Linked DNA regions of Mus musculus: all the other regions are linked to region 2. Evidence: chromatin contacts called from public promoter capture Hi-C data. All regions are on one chromosome and are shown on one strand. The core of a region is the stretch at or near the end of the contact, and the rest is flanking DNA. Distances in the headings are between cores, read along the strand shown. Region 1 holds the start of Klrd1 (killer cell lectin-like receptor, subfamily D, member 1). Region 2 has its middle 43 kb from the start of Klra1. Region 3 holds the start of Ybx3 (Y box protein 3). Region 4 holds the start of Klra17 (killer cell lectin-like receptor, subfamily A, member 17).

Region 1 (3,010 bases), core at 20-2,519, 840 kb before region 2:
TGGAAGAATTTATTATTATCTGAAACAGATTCAGTGAAGCTCAATATCCCACTGAGTATTATGTGAGTTATGAGATGCTCAACACCCTATGTTCTGTGATCTCAATTCCAATGTTACTGAACTGTATCAAATCCTGATTTATTTCCTTAAAGGCCAGCCTGGTGATAATTTGTCAGCACTGTGTACTCCCATGTGTTGGAACATCAAGGTTTCCAGAAGTTTTAAGAGAAAAAAAAAAGTAAAGGTCATATATATAGGGGTGTATACAGTATTTGTCCAGAGTTTATCAGATATTCAAGAGAGATGATTGGGGAACATGAGATGTGTGTTGAGTGGAGATGAGTAGGAGGGATGGCAAGGAGTGTAAACAATTCATTTACCTGTGTACAAAATGAGAGCAAAATCAAGGATAGCTAGTAGTTTAGAAAGAATTAATGGGAAGATTAAAAGTGTGTGTTGGGGAGAGAGAGATGGGAAGAGAGAAGGTGGGGAGAGGGAGAGAGATCAGGGAAGAAAGAAAAGTGAGAAAACACAATAATACTGAATTCTTTCTGGGTCTTGCTGACTATGGTTGGGGTCAGTGATCAGGGAGCAGAAACACAGAACAAGTATTGGATATCCCAACAGTTTGTACTAAAGATGGGAAATATCAACCCAGAATGTGCAAGTCCAAGGATGTGCTTGGTTTGAGATAAATTCCATGTATGCTTTGGTAAAAGACTGGGCATCAAGCTTAAGTAACCTTAGTCAAATCAGCACTTCTGTGCCTCAGTTTCCCCACTATCAAATTTGGTATTTTCTTTATTAAGCGATCAGATAATATGTGATTTAAAATTTGTTTAACACAAAATAAATAAGTATTTCTTTATTTTGAAGGTAGTAATTCTGTGTGGGATTTTATGATACCAAGTGAGTTTACCATGGTTTATACACCTCTCCATTATTTTCTAAACTGCTTTTAGGGACGACTTTGATGTGTGCACATTGAAAACAATCTTCCTCCAACCTTATTTTGCTGTGGTGTTTTGTACCAAAACTAAAAGAGCAAATTTCCTGTGTGCAGTGGTTCCTGGGTCTTGTTCAAAGCTTGCAGTCTTTCTTCTGCTCATTCCCACTGTGCATCTGTGTCCCACCAACAGATGATTCAATAGCACCGCCACAACACACAGTGTTTCTTCCTCTTTTAATGCTTACTGTCTCCTCCGTAGCTTCCTGCTCAGCCCTGTGGTCCACACCGTTCTTTAAAAAGCACAAACACATCTCTGCACCATCCTTGGAACATCACTTCTCATGGCAGGTATGTGTGCCCCTGTCAGCAGATGTAATAGTAGTGATAAAATAATAACCAGGAAGGATGCCTCTTGTATTAACTAACTTCAAGGAGGGTTTAAAAAAATAAAACAGAAAGCATATAATCTGCAGTAGATATTTTTAGACTTTCTGTGCTTTGATGCTTTCTGTGTTCATTGTTTTCTCGATTCTGTGTTTTGAAACTTGAACATGATTTTATGAAGTGCATACTTTTGTAAACTTTTCCTAACTGAGTTAGCAAGTGGTGTCTATTAGGCATCATGTTAAATTCAGAATAAAACAGAAATTAAATTGATCAACACACACCATATTTCTAACATGGGGACAAAGATGGCCAAATATAAAGGACACTTAAAACTTTATAACTTTTCTTGCTGTGTTGTGGCCTTGCAAAATCACTCAGGCTCACTGACACTGTGTGCTGTTGTTAGCAGTAGAACTATTTTTGACAGTATTGCGTTACTAATACAGATTCTTCTCATATCGAAATATCTTAGCCAATAGGCAAGTGATTTTGAATATGACCTAACATAATGTTTAAGAACAGAAATTCAAAGGCTGGCTTTGTGTCATAATTCAAGGTGCTGTTAATTGAACCCAGATCCTCAATTTATGCTTGTTATGGAACCTCCTGCCATACCAGGTCTAGAAGGTTCCTTTTTATTTTCCTGCAGACATTAACAAACCACTAATCAAAAAATGGTCTGTGTTCAAAGGGACCCCATTCCATCATGGTATTCTCCTGACAAGGATGGTATATAATAAATAACAGACTCTAGGTCTTGACAATATTCTGTTTGGTTTTGAGTGGGCCCTTACTAACTTTATATCTTAAGAAAATAGCATTGTGATTACTGCCCCTCCCCCTTTAAAAAATCATCTCTTTAACACAAAACTTTTTATTCATGACATTCTTGAGAGAAAAAAATGATTATTAAGCAAGCCCACCAAGCGTCATGACTGCTTGTGGATCTATTCTAACCATAGAGATAAGTTTCACTGCTGATTTAAAGAGTCAGAGGTAAATGACTCTAATGAGGCAGAAAATATGTATGAATAACCTCATCAAAGAACAAGGTATACCACTTCAAAAGATTGCTAATGGGTGGTCTTCTGAAGGAACATCTTCGTTCTCCAGTGTTCCACTAGAGAGAGGTGTCTGCACCACTAAAGGAAGAAGTTTTCAGGTTCATTCTTAATGGTTTCTGTTCTTAAGAACGTCATCCACAATGAAGGAGCTAGAGAAAGTACCCAAGGATGGGAAGGGGTCTGCAACCCTATAGGAGGAACAACAATATGAACTAACCAGTAACCCCAGAGCTCGTGTCTCTACCTGCATATGTAGCAAAGGATAGCCTAGTTGGCCATAAATGGGATGAGAGGTCTTTGGTCTTGCAAAGATGATATGCCCCAGTATAGGGTAATGCCAGGGCCAGGAAGTGGGAGTGGGTGGGTTGGGGAGCAGGGGGAGGGGAAGGGTATAGGGATTTTTGGAGAGGAAACTAGGAAAGGGGATAGCATTTGAAATGTAAATGAATAAAATATCTAATAAAAAAAAGGAAAAAAAAGAACGTCATCTTCTATGTCTGCACTTTCATCTGTTAGTCATTAATGTATGTGTTTGGTATTTTTTTATAGTTTCTAGGATCACTCGGTGGAGACTGATGTCTGTCATCTTTGGAATAAAATGTCTTTTCTT
Region 2 (2,848 bases), core at 347-2,846:
GTAGCTTTTTGAGCAAAGACAGCACAGGTATTATACAATAGGAATAAATAAGTACATTAGTCAGCCATGAGATACGCTCATGGGAATACTCAGAAAAAATCACACATATATGTTGAACGTGAGCAAAAAGAAGTTCCTAGCAGACACCAGCTGTTCACAAAAGATAATTAATAAAAAAGAATATGCATGCCCACTCAGTGACTTGCATGTAAGTTGACATGACAGCTTTTATAACTGTTAAAAATTCATAATTGTCAAAATTTAGAAATGCACTTCTTATTAACATGTGAATGAGAAATATTGTTGAACACTTGTGCAATACAGAAATGATTTGTAAGTAGGAAAATGAAACACTGATCAGAAAAATCGGCTTGAGTTGCCGAAAACATGATAGTGACAAGAATAATAGTGAAAGATGCAAGGAAATATGGAGCCAAACACAAATCTGTACATAATATAGGCCATCCTCATTTATAGCATAGGTCAGCACATGCCTGCTTACATGGGGCCAGGGTCAAGGTACAGAAAAGAACTTTGTAAGGTGAAAAAATTGCTCTGTTTTACTTTGATGCTTTCTATTGCTGTTATGAAACACCATGAACAAAGCAACTTGAGGAAGGAAAGGATTGATTTTGCTTAAACTTCCTCATCATTGTCCATCATCGGAAAAATTCAGGGCAAGAACCAAACTGAGCATGAGCGTCATTGCACATCTGATGAAAAGTGCATCTTATTGTCTTGTTCCCCCAAATTTGCTCATCCTACTTTCGTACCCAGCAACACCATCCCATGTGTGATACTCATGATAAGCTAGGCCCTCCTATATCAGTCACTAATTAAGAAAATGCCCAACAGGCCTGCTTATATCTTATTAAGGCACTTTCTCAATTGAAATTTTCTCCTCTCAGGTGTCTTTTGTTAAGTTGACATAAAAGTAGTTTCAGAATGGTGCTTGAAAAGATATACATATTAGTTAAAATTCATATTTCTCATGACATACAGTGGATGCATTTACATGTAGACTCCAAAGTCAGGACTTGAATTTTAAAATTTAATTGACAAACAATGAGCCACACTCTTTCAGAACTGAAGGACATTACAAATGAAAACACTGCCTGATCCTGACTGTTAATAAATATCAACAGTGACATGATCCAGAAAACTGACAATAATGAAAATTTGGTTACGGATTAAAACATATTACTATATCCAAGTTGAATTTTTTTTGATGTTTAGTATGATGCTATAAAAGAAATTACTAAATTCTGAGCCACAAGCAAGGTTTGACTTGGACGAACCCTGAGGACAGCATGATAAAGCAAGCCAGATACAAAACAATGTGCTCTGTCACTTAGATGACATACACAGCAGCAAAATTTGAAAAGAAGTTATCCCTGTCAAGGCCAGAACAGAGAGATGAGATTATTATTTAATGAGTCTAGTGTCAGTTCTGAAGATATCAGCACTCTGTGATGGACAGCTGCAACAATGGCCGCAGACAACATTGGTGTGCTGCTGCCACTGAACTGTGTGCTCAAAATGGGTAAATGGTAAGTTCTGTGTCATGTGCATGCTACCTCAGCACATGAAACTTCTGCCTATTCTCCACGAACAGAGAAAACAGCTGTGCTCTTAAGACCGGAAAGAACTCAAGTGGTACTTCCTCATCCACAGTGCTGCCTCCGAGAATAAAAGATCAGTATCAAGGGGTTCTGCTATATCTTAAACTCATTAATTTTTCAAAGAATATTGATTTTGTGTATTATATGTAACAAAAATCTGATATAAAATGCTGTCTTCTGATGTCATAAGAAAAATAAATGACGGGGAAAGAACTGTTGCTACAAAAATACCTTTCTACTCAGGAATACTATTAAAAGCTCACTGTTAAAAATAAAAAAAAAATAAAAAGAAATTACTTTGCCCTGGAAAATATTTATGTTCTGGACAGCTTAGTATCATCATCATCATTATTATTAGGCATCATAATACAGAATCACACTCTGTAGCACATATTGTCATCAAACATGTGAATCTTAAACTGGTCCCAAACTTACATACCTATAAAATTATAATTCTTGACCTATCATATGCAGCTAGGTAAAGTAGAGTGTTTTATCTTTGAGATTACAACTTTCATCAAATGGATCAAAGAGAGATTGAGAGTTGAATGAAAACATGTGTAAATTATGGAAGTTTGTATGAGTTTCTTGGACTAGTCAGGCAACAATTTACCAATGCTAAACATATTATTACTGAAAATAAATGCCTTCTAAAGGTATAAATTCTCGTATGTGCAAAAAGTAACAAACACTAACCAAATGATAACAAGTACAAACACACAACTATATCCTAGTTCTTAATTGTGCTGTCAGAACAGTGGGATATTGAAATGGTTGTTCCTAACAATGACAAAGTGTCTGCTATTTATCAGTATTATATATTTGCTTCCGTGTCATTTCGGGAAATAGAGAGTAATACCTCAGGATTTGGAGCAAAAGCATCCATTTTACAGACAATGCTGCTCTGTGTACCAGTAAGAAAGAGGTCTTCTGCTGTGTTAAGACAGATTTCCAAAGAGTTAAGACAGATTTCTTCTCTTGCCAGCTCATCAAACTATTTGCACAGTGGACTGAGAACTGTGGTTAAAACATTTTGTCACTAAGTAGTCACAAATCAACACAGGAAATCAACAAAGATGAAAAAAAATTCTACTTTTACATATCCTTCACTTGTCACACTGACTCAGGATATGTATCTACTATTTTTTTCACAGACATAGGAGTGGGCTTTGCCATAGTCATCATTATATGTGTGAAACTAAAAAATGCACTGTCTCTGTATTATA
Region 3 (2,843 bases), core at 77-2,576, 960 kb after region 2:
AGAGAACTGTCAGGGGTGGGGAACACCGAATGGTGTTCTATTTCTTCCACAATTATTCCTTCAGCTTTCTCGCTAGAATGGGGAGGAAGCTCAGAGAGCAGGCGAGCCCAATCGGCCCCACCCAGAAACAGTGAACATTTCTGAAGCATCCTACACCATCTGTTAACTTTCCTGTTTCGGATAGCAAACCACATGCGCACGCACACACCCTCCGGGGAGCTTATCCACCACCCACCTGCTAGGCAAGCTTGTGGAAGGCCTCACACCGGGCGTTCCTTAAGGAAGATGAGGACACCCAAATGTGCGACAAAATACAACAGCCACAGTTATAAAACCTCTGCCCCGCGCCCCGCGAAATCTCCAGTCCCCACCTTCCCTTTCCCTCCAGTAACAAGTCGTAAGTGTTTTGGACACTCGTCCTACTCCACTTCCGACTAAGTTTTCCCGGCCGTCACACCACGTGTGTTCCCACGGTGCGGGAGAGGGGATGGTGCAGCAATTGGAAGGTACTGGAGGCTCTTTGCATCTGTGGGCACAGTAAGGGGAGGCGAGTGCCCGCCCCAAGTTTCCCGGGGCGTTGCAACATCCCTGTGCCGGCATGTGGCCCGCAGGAGCATGGCGGCTGTCCCAAGCCCACGAGGGAAGGGTGTCAGAGACAGACACCTGACCCTCCCAGGCCTAGGGGGTAAAAAAAAAAAATACACCACACAATAAAATCTTCCCAAGTCACCCCTCTCGTGCCTTCCTAGTGTCCCCTCCTCCCCACCGAGGAAACGTGCTGCTTTCCCGACCCACAGCCAAGACTCCCCAGAGCTGGCCCACGTGTCCCAGCCCGCCCTGCATCCACGTCCATCCTCGCCCGCCGTCTCTCCCGGGCTGCAGGCAGGGACTCACCGAGAACTTTCTTCTCCGCGTCCTCGCCGCCCGCGGGGGCTGATGAGGCCGGGGCGGGCCCGGGGGCTGCGTCTCCGCCGGGGCTCCCCGCGAGCAGCGCGGCGGGCGCCGGGGCCTGGGGCGCGCCGCTGGCCGCCGGGCTCTTAGGCGCGGGGTCCGGGGGCGCCGCGGCGGGCGCGTCGGCCGCGGCCTGCGGGAGCGTGGTGCCGCCGGTGGTGGCCTCGCCCGCCTCGCTCATGCCGCCTCTCCGCTCTCTCCGGGCACCTCGGTGGCGGTTGGCGGCGGTTAGCGCGGTGGCAGTCGCGGCGTCCGGCTCGCTCTCGGGGAGGCCGGTGCGGATCGCGCGGCGCGGCGGCGGGCGGCGGCTCGAGGGCTGGGGACGCGCGCGCTCGCGGTCTCGCTGGATCTCCCGGCCCCGAAGATGGCCCCGCGCAAGTGCTCGCGGGCGGCGGGCGGGCAGGCGGACGCGGGGCGGGGAGAGAGAGGGTGGGGAAAGCCGCCGTAGCTGCTTATTAGCATTTAAAGGCGCCCGCGCTACTCGGCAAGGCTCCCGGAGCTGGTTAGTCCGGGGATGCGGGCACCCGGGCGAGGTCGCCGCGGAGCAGAGGAGACATACCCTCCCCAAGACGTCTTTCACCTGAGCCTGCTTCCTGAGAGGTGGAGTGGGCCCACAGCGCCTTAATAAAACAAAAACAAAAACAAAAAAAAAAACCTCCTTTACATTTGCACATCCAGCAGATACCAGAAAGTATTCTGGGCGCTGAGATAGGAACTAGAGTAACCTGGGAGCTGTGGTTAGCCCGCTCCAGTATTCCTAGTACACAAGAGGCTGAGGCTGGAATGTCATTGAGAGTAGCCTAGCTTGGGCTACTGAGGCTGTCTTTCAACTATCCCTCCTTCCAAGTAGTAACACACACACACACACAAAAAAAAAAAACAGACAAGGGGTTGGAGATGTAGCTTAGAGGATCCAGTGCTCGCATGGGTCAGTTCAAGGTCATCATGAGCAAAAGAAGTTTGAAGGCTGCAAGAGATTCTCTCCAAACAGCCATGTGCGTGCGCCGGAATACCGCCCCTACTCCCCAACAAAACAAAACAATTACTCTTATAAAATCAAAAGGCCTCGTTTAGCGACTCCACAAGTGAGAAAATTAAAATCTAGATCTTCCAGAATGACTGCAAATGCAGGGTTTACACCTGTCAGAGGCAACAGATAATAAGCTGTTAATATGTATTTAATAACCTACGTTGAAAGAGTGGAATAAATCCACATGATACCTTTTGCTCGAGTTGGCTATAATTAGCACTAAACTGGGGAAAGCTTGAGCAACTCAGAGTAAGGCCTGCAAGATGCCTCAGCAGGTAAAGGCTTGCCTCCAAACCTGACCACCTGAGTTTCTTCCCTGGACCTACCAGATGGAAGAAGATAATCAACTCCAAGTTGTCCTGACCTCCATACATGTGCCGTGGCAGCAGCATGCGGTCCCACCACCCCCATAAATGTAAAACCAAAAAACAAACAAACGAAAAATGTATGTTTGAGACAGGTTTCTCTGTGTTAGCCCTGGCTGTCTTTGAACCCGGCTCTGCAGGCCATACTAACCTCTGAGAGATCCTCCTGCATCTCTGCCCTCCTCTCCTCCTGGGGCTGAGATTAGATTAAAGTTGTGTGCTGCTCTGCCAAGCTTAAGAACATTTTTAAGGACAAGGGAACAAGAGTCCTCCTGGTCGCTAGGATGAGACCTACAACATGCAGATGACCTCTAAACACTCCCAGCAGAGGAGTCCACATTACCCTTTACAGAGTGAAGCTTAACACTTGACCAAAGAACTGAGACCTGTACCAAAGACTATCTGGAATATAGGGCCATTTTGCCCCTGCAGCTCAAAATAGTGTCCCAAAGGGGCTGTGAAAAGAGGCTAAGTTATACATGTTTTCAGTGTCTGGT
Region 4 (3,166 bases), core at 454-2,953, 550 kb before region 2:
CAAAGTGTTCACTTTTAAGTAGGTACCTGAATCTGATGATTCAGAGGGCTGGGAAAGGGTGGGGTCTTCCTAACTCACTTAATGACCCTGACTGGGACTCACTCTGCATATTAAAATCCATTATATTTCTAATAGTCACAGCAATTACTTTTAGGAAATATGAAAGAAATGAAATTAACTAATAAGTCATTATGATATTGACACATTCGTTTGTATAAAATATTTGGCATGTAAAAAGTTTAGGTAAAATTGGAACCACTGGAAATCATTGAAAAACTTGTAAAACAATCTACTCAAATAACAAAGAGGCAAGGCTTTAGGAATAAACTGTTGCTTTAAAATTATTTACACATTTTGATAAAAACACAAATATTAAATGTTCTTTCAAACTTTTTATTTATGCACAACTCTCAGAGTTTCTCAGATACTATATTCAAAACACTATTTGAAGGTGAATACTGCAGGTGATCCAAGACACATGTATATCTTTTGGTTTAAAGCCTCAATCAGCGAAGATGTCCAACATCTCCACCCAGCCATCATCTACATATTCCTTACCATTCTTGGACCTGGTAAATGGATTCAACTAGAAAAGATCCTACTAAATGGAATAATTCAGACCCAGAAAGGCAATATTAAATATCCTCTCTCATCTGAGTTTCTGCTCAAAGTCCTCAGAAATGTTTCATAACATTTAGTAACTGTAGCAACCAGGAAAGTATAACGGGACATTGCCTGGTGGGGTGTGGGAGCATCATAGCAAAGCATGGAGAATAAAATATGAAGTATTAAACTCGTCATTCCATGTACAAAATCATGTCACATATAATATAAAATGATATTACAAGATGTGGATATATGAAAATGAATTTTGTCACTATGCAGCATACATGAGCTAATGCCCATAAAAGGTACAATGTGATAATAGATATCAACATATTAGTAAATAGTAAGTATTCGTAACTGACCTTACCCTCACATTAAGATCTCAGAGGAGAACTAGAAGATAATAAGGACAAGGTTGACATGTCACAGCATTATTATATAGTTTTTTTTAATTCATGAAGTTTTATGACATGATTTACGTTTTGCCTTATTCCTTGGTCCAAAAAAAATCCTTCCAGTACAGAATTCTTTATAAAATTGTTATTTTTTATTTTTGCTTTTGGAGTGGTGCTGGCCAAGCCAAGATACATGTGTACAGAAGACAACTTTACAACGTGAGTTCTCTCACTCTGCCCTCATGTACGTGTTAGAGAAATTATCTTTTCACACTGACCCATCTTATCTGGCTCTTATTATGACATCTTTAAGATGGATAATATATAAACATTTGATGAAGTTAAACATTAATGAACACTGTAGTTCCCTCTACCTTAATTTCTTAGTACACAACACAAGTCACTGCACATTCTGAAAGAAAATAACCAGTACACAATGACAGTTTTCACATGCTACCAGCCTTTAGCTGATCTAACACAACCAACAGAGCTTCTGCATCAATCCTGATCTCATGTCACACCATGTGAAATTCTCTAGAGTATAAGTGATCATTTGATAGAAAACCAATAAGAACAACTATTGTTACCTGTGTCTCTACCCTGAAGAGATTCTGGTGAAGATAATAGATCCTGCAGTTATGGGGGAAAAGTTGTCTTTCCTGGTCTCTATCCTGTAAGAGGCTCCAAGAAGAAAGGCAGAACTAATTTTTTCCTCTGAGTGATACTCTATCTCATGATTTTCTGCCCCTCCTCCTTGACCAAATCGAAAAGAGGAAATTGCTTAATGAAACCTGACTCTGAAAGCAAAGGAAAGAAGTAACATATTGTGCCAGATGCTGCAAAAGAAATGTCCATAATTGAAACTTGAAGACTGAGAAGATGAACACTGCTGCAGAGAGAGCAAAACCAGTGTCCTTAGCAAAACAACTAGAAAAATGTGCAGCTCAGGTTCCTCAGCTCCAGGTTTGTAATAGGCTGTTGAAAAATTTCTCTTATGTTACTGTTTTCTAAGTTACTCTTTGATTTTGAGTTATGCTAATTGCAGCTAAGTGTGTATTAGGAATGCTTTAAAGCACACATATTTCCACTGGTAAAGTCTTCATTATAATCTTCTTGCTATTTTTTTAACTTTGATTTTTCTTTTATTGGTTATTTTACTTATTTACATTTCAAATGTTATCCCCTTCCCCATTATCACTTCCCCAAACTCCCTACCCTCTCAACTCTCCCTCTGCTTCTTTTTATTTTATTGTTTTCTTTTTTAAATTAGGTATTTATTTCATTTACATTTCCAATGCTATACCAAAAGTCCCCCACAGGCTCCCCCACCCACTCCCCCACCCACCCACTCCCACTTCTTGGCCCTGGCGTTACCCTGTACTGAGGCATATAAAGTTTGTACAACCAATGGGCCTCTCTTTCCACTGATGGCTGACTAGGCCATCTTCTGATTCATATGCAGCTAGAGACACGAGCTCCGGGGGAGGGGGAGGATGGTGGTGGTGGTACTGGTTAGTTCATATTGTTGTTCCACCTATAGGATTGCAGATCCTTTTAGCTACTTGGCTACTTTCTCTAGCTTCCCTATCTACCCACGCACTCCTGCCTCACTGCCCAATATTCCCCTACATTGGAGCATACTCCCCTCCCATTGATGCCAGATAAGGCCATCCTCTGCTACATAAGCAGCTGGAACCATGGGTCCCTCCCTCTTTGGTTGTGGGTTAGTCCCTGGGAGCTCTGGGGGATATGGTTGGTTGATAATGTTGTTTTTTCCAATAAGGTTGCAAATCCCTTCATCTCTTTCAGGCTTTCTCCTACCTCCTCCATTGGTGTCCCTATCTGTGTATGGTTGTTGGCTTCCAGCTTCAGCATCTATATTGGTCAGGATCTAGTAGAACCTTTCAGGAGACAGTCATACCAGGCTCCTGTCAGCAAGCACTTCTTGACATCAGCAATAGTGTCTGGGATTAGTGGCTGAATATAGCATGGTTACCTACCTAGATGAGACAGTCTCTGGGTAGCCTTTCCTTCAGTCTCTTCTCTACTCTTTGTCCCTGCATTTTGTTTAGACAGGAGCAATTCTGTGTTATAAATTTTGACATGTGTTTTTGGCCCCCTCCTTTAAACAGTAGCCTTAACTAACCTGGATATGGTCTCTTTAG

Evidence for each region. Promoter capture Hi-C pulls out the DNA fragments that hold promoters and counts their contacts.
Region 1: a contact with region 2 is called in a promoter capture Hi-C map of the HPC-7 cell line, with 9 times the contacts expected there. The contact joins the promoter of Klrd1 here to the enhancer-like site in region 2. A contact is called at or near these places in 10 of 39 promoter capture datasets (the 3T3-L1 cell line, 3T3-L1-derived adipocytes, the HPC-7 cell line and 6 more), 1 of 115 datasets of contacts at active chromatin or transcription factors (large pre-B cells) and 1 of 9 other capture datasets (adipose tissue).
Region 3: a contact with region 2 is called in a promoter capture Hi-C map of the HPC-7 cell line, with 5 times the contacts expected there. The contact joins the promoter of Ybx3 here to the enhancer-like site in region 2. A contact is called at or near these places in 5 of 39 promoter capture datasets (the HPC-7 cell line, cranial neural crest, hematopoietic stem and progenitor cells and 1 more) and 1 of 115 datasets of contacts at active chromatin or transcription factors (large pre-B cells).
Region 4: a promoter capture Hi-C map of the HPC-7 cell line shows a contact between it and region 2, with 4 times the contacts expected there. The contact joins the promoter of Klra17 here to the enhancer-like site in region 2. A contact is called at or near these places in 18 of 39 promoter capture datasets (the 3T3-L1 cell line, 3T3-L1-derived adipocytes, the C10 cell line and 11 more), 1 of 115 datasets of contacts at active chromatin or transcription factors (extraembryonic endoderm stem cells) and 1 of 9 other capture datasets (liver).

Annotation. Positions count from the first base shown.
Region 1 is chr6:129,590,541-129,593,550 of GRCm38.p6, forward strand. It overlaps Klrd1 (killer cell lectin-like receptor, subfamily D, member 1), which reads left to right and starts at 1,270. Exons shown (of 6, transcript NM_010654.4): 1 at 1,270-1,297; 2 at 2,950-3,010. The coding sequence starts at 1,291.
Region 2 is chr6:130,428,110-130,430,957 of GRCm38.p6, forward strand. No RefSeq gene overlaps it. Among named protein-coding and RNA genes, the nearest start is that of Klra1, 43 kb to the left of the region's middle. Within about 2 kb of position 1,597, at least 9 of the 459 cell types and tissues checked have an H3K27ac peak or open chromatin away from gene starts, as enhancers often do. A contact at or near this core is called in the HPC-7 cell line, where this site is marked.
Region 3 is chr6:131,387,124-131,389,966 of GRCm38.p6, forward strand. It overlaps Ybx3 (Y box protein 3), which reads right to left and starts at 1,327. Exons shown (of 10, transcript NM_139117.2): 1 at 895-1,327. The coding sequence starts at 1,132.
Region 4 is chr6:129,874,969-129,878,134 of GRCm38.p6, forward strand. Klra17 (killer cell lectin-like receptor, subfamily A, member 17) reads right to left here and starts at 1,704. Exons shown (of 8, transcript NM_001381962.1): 1 at 1,589-1,704.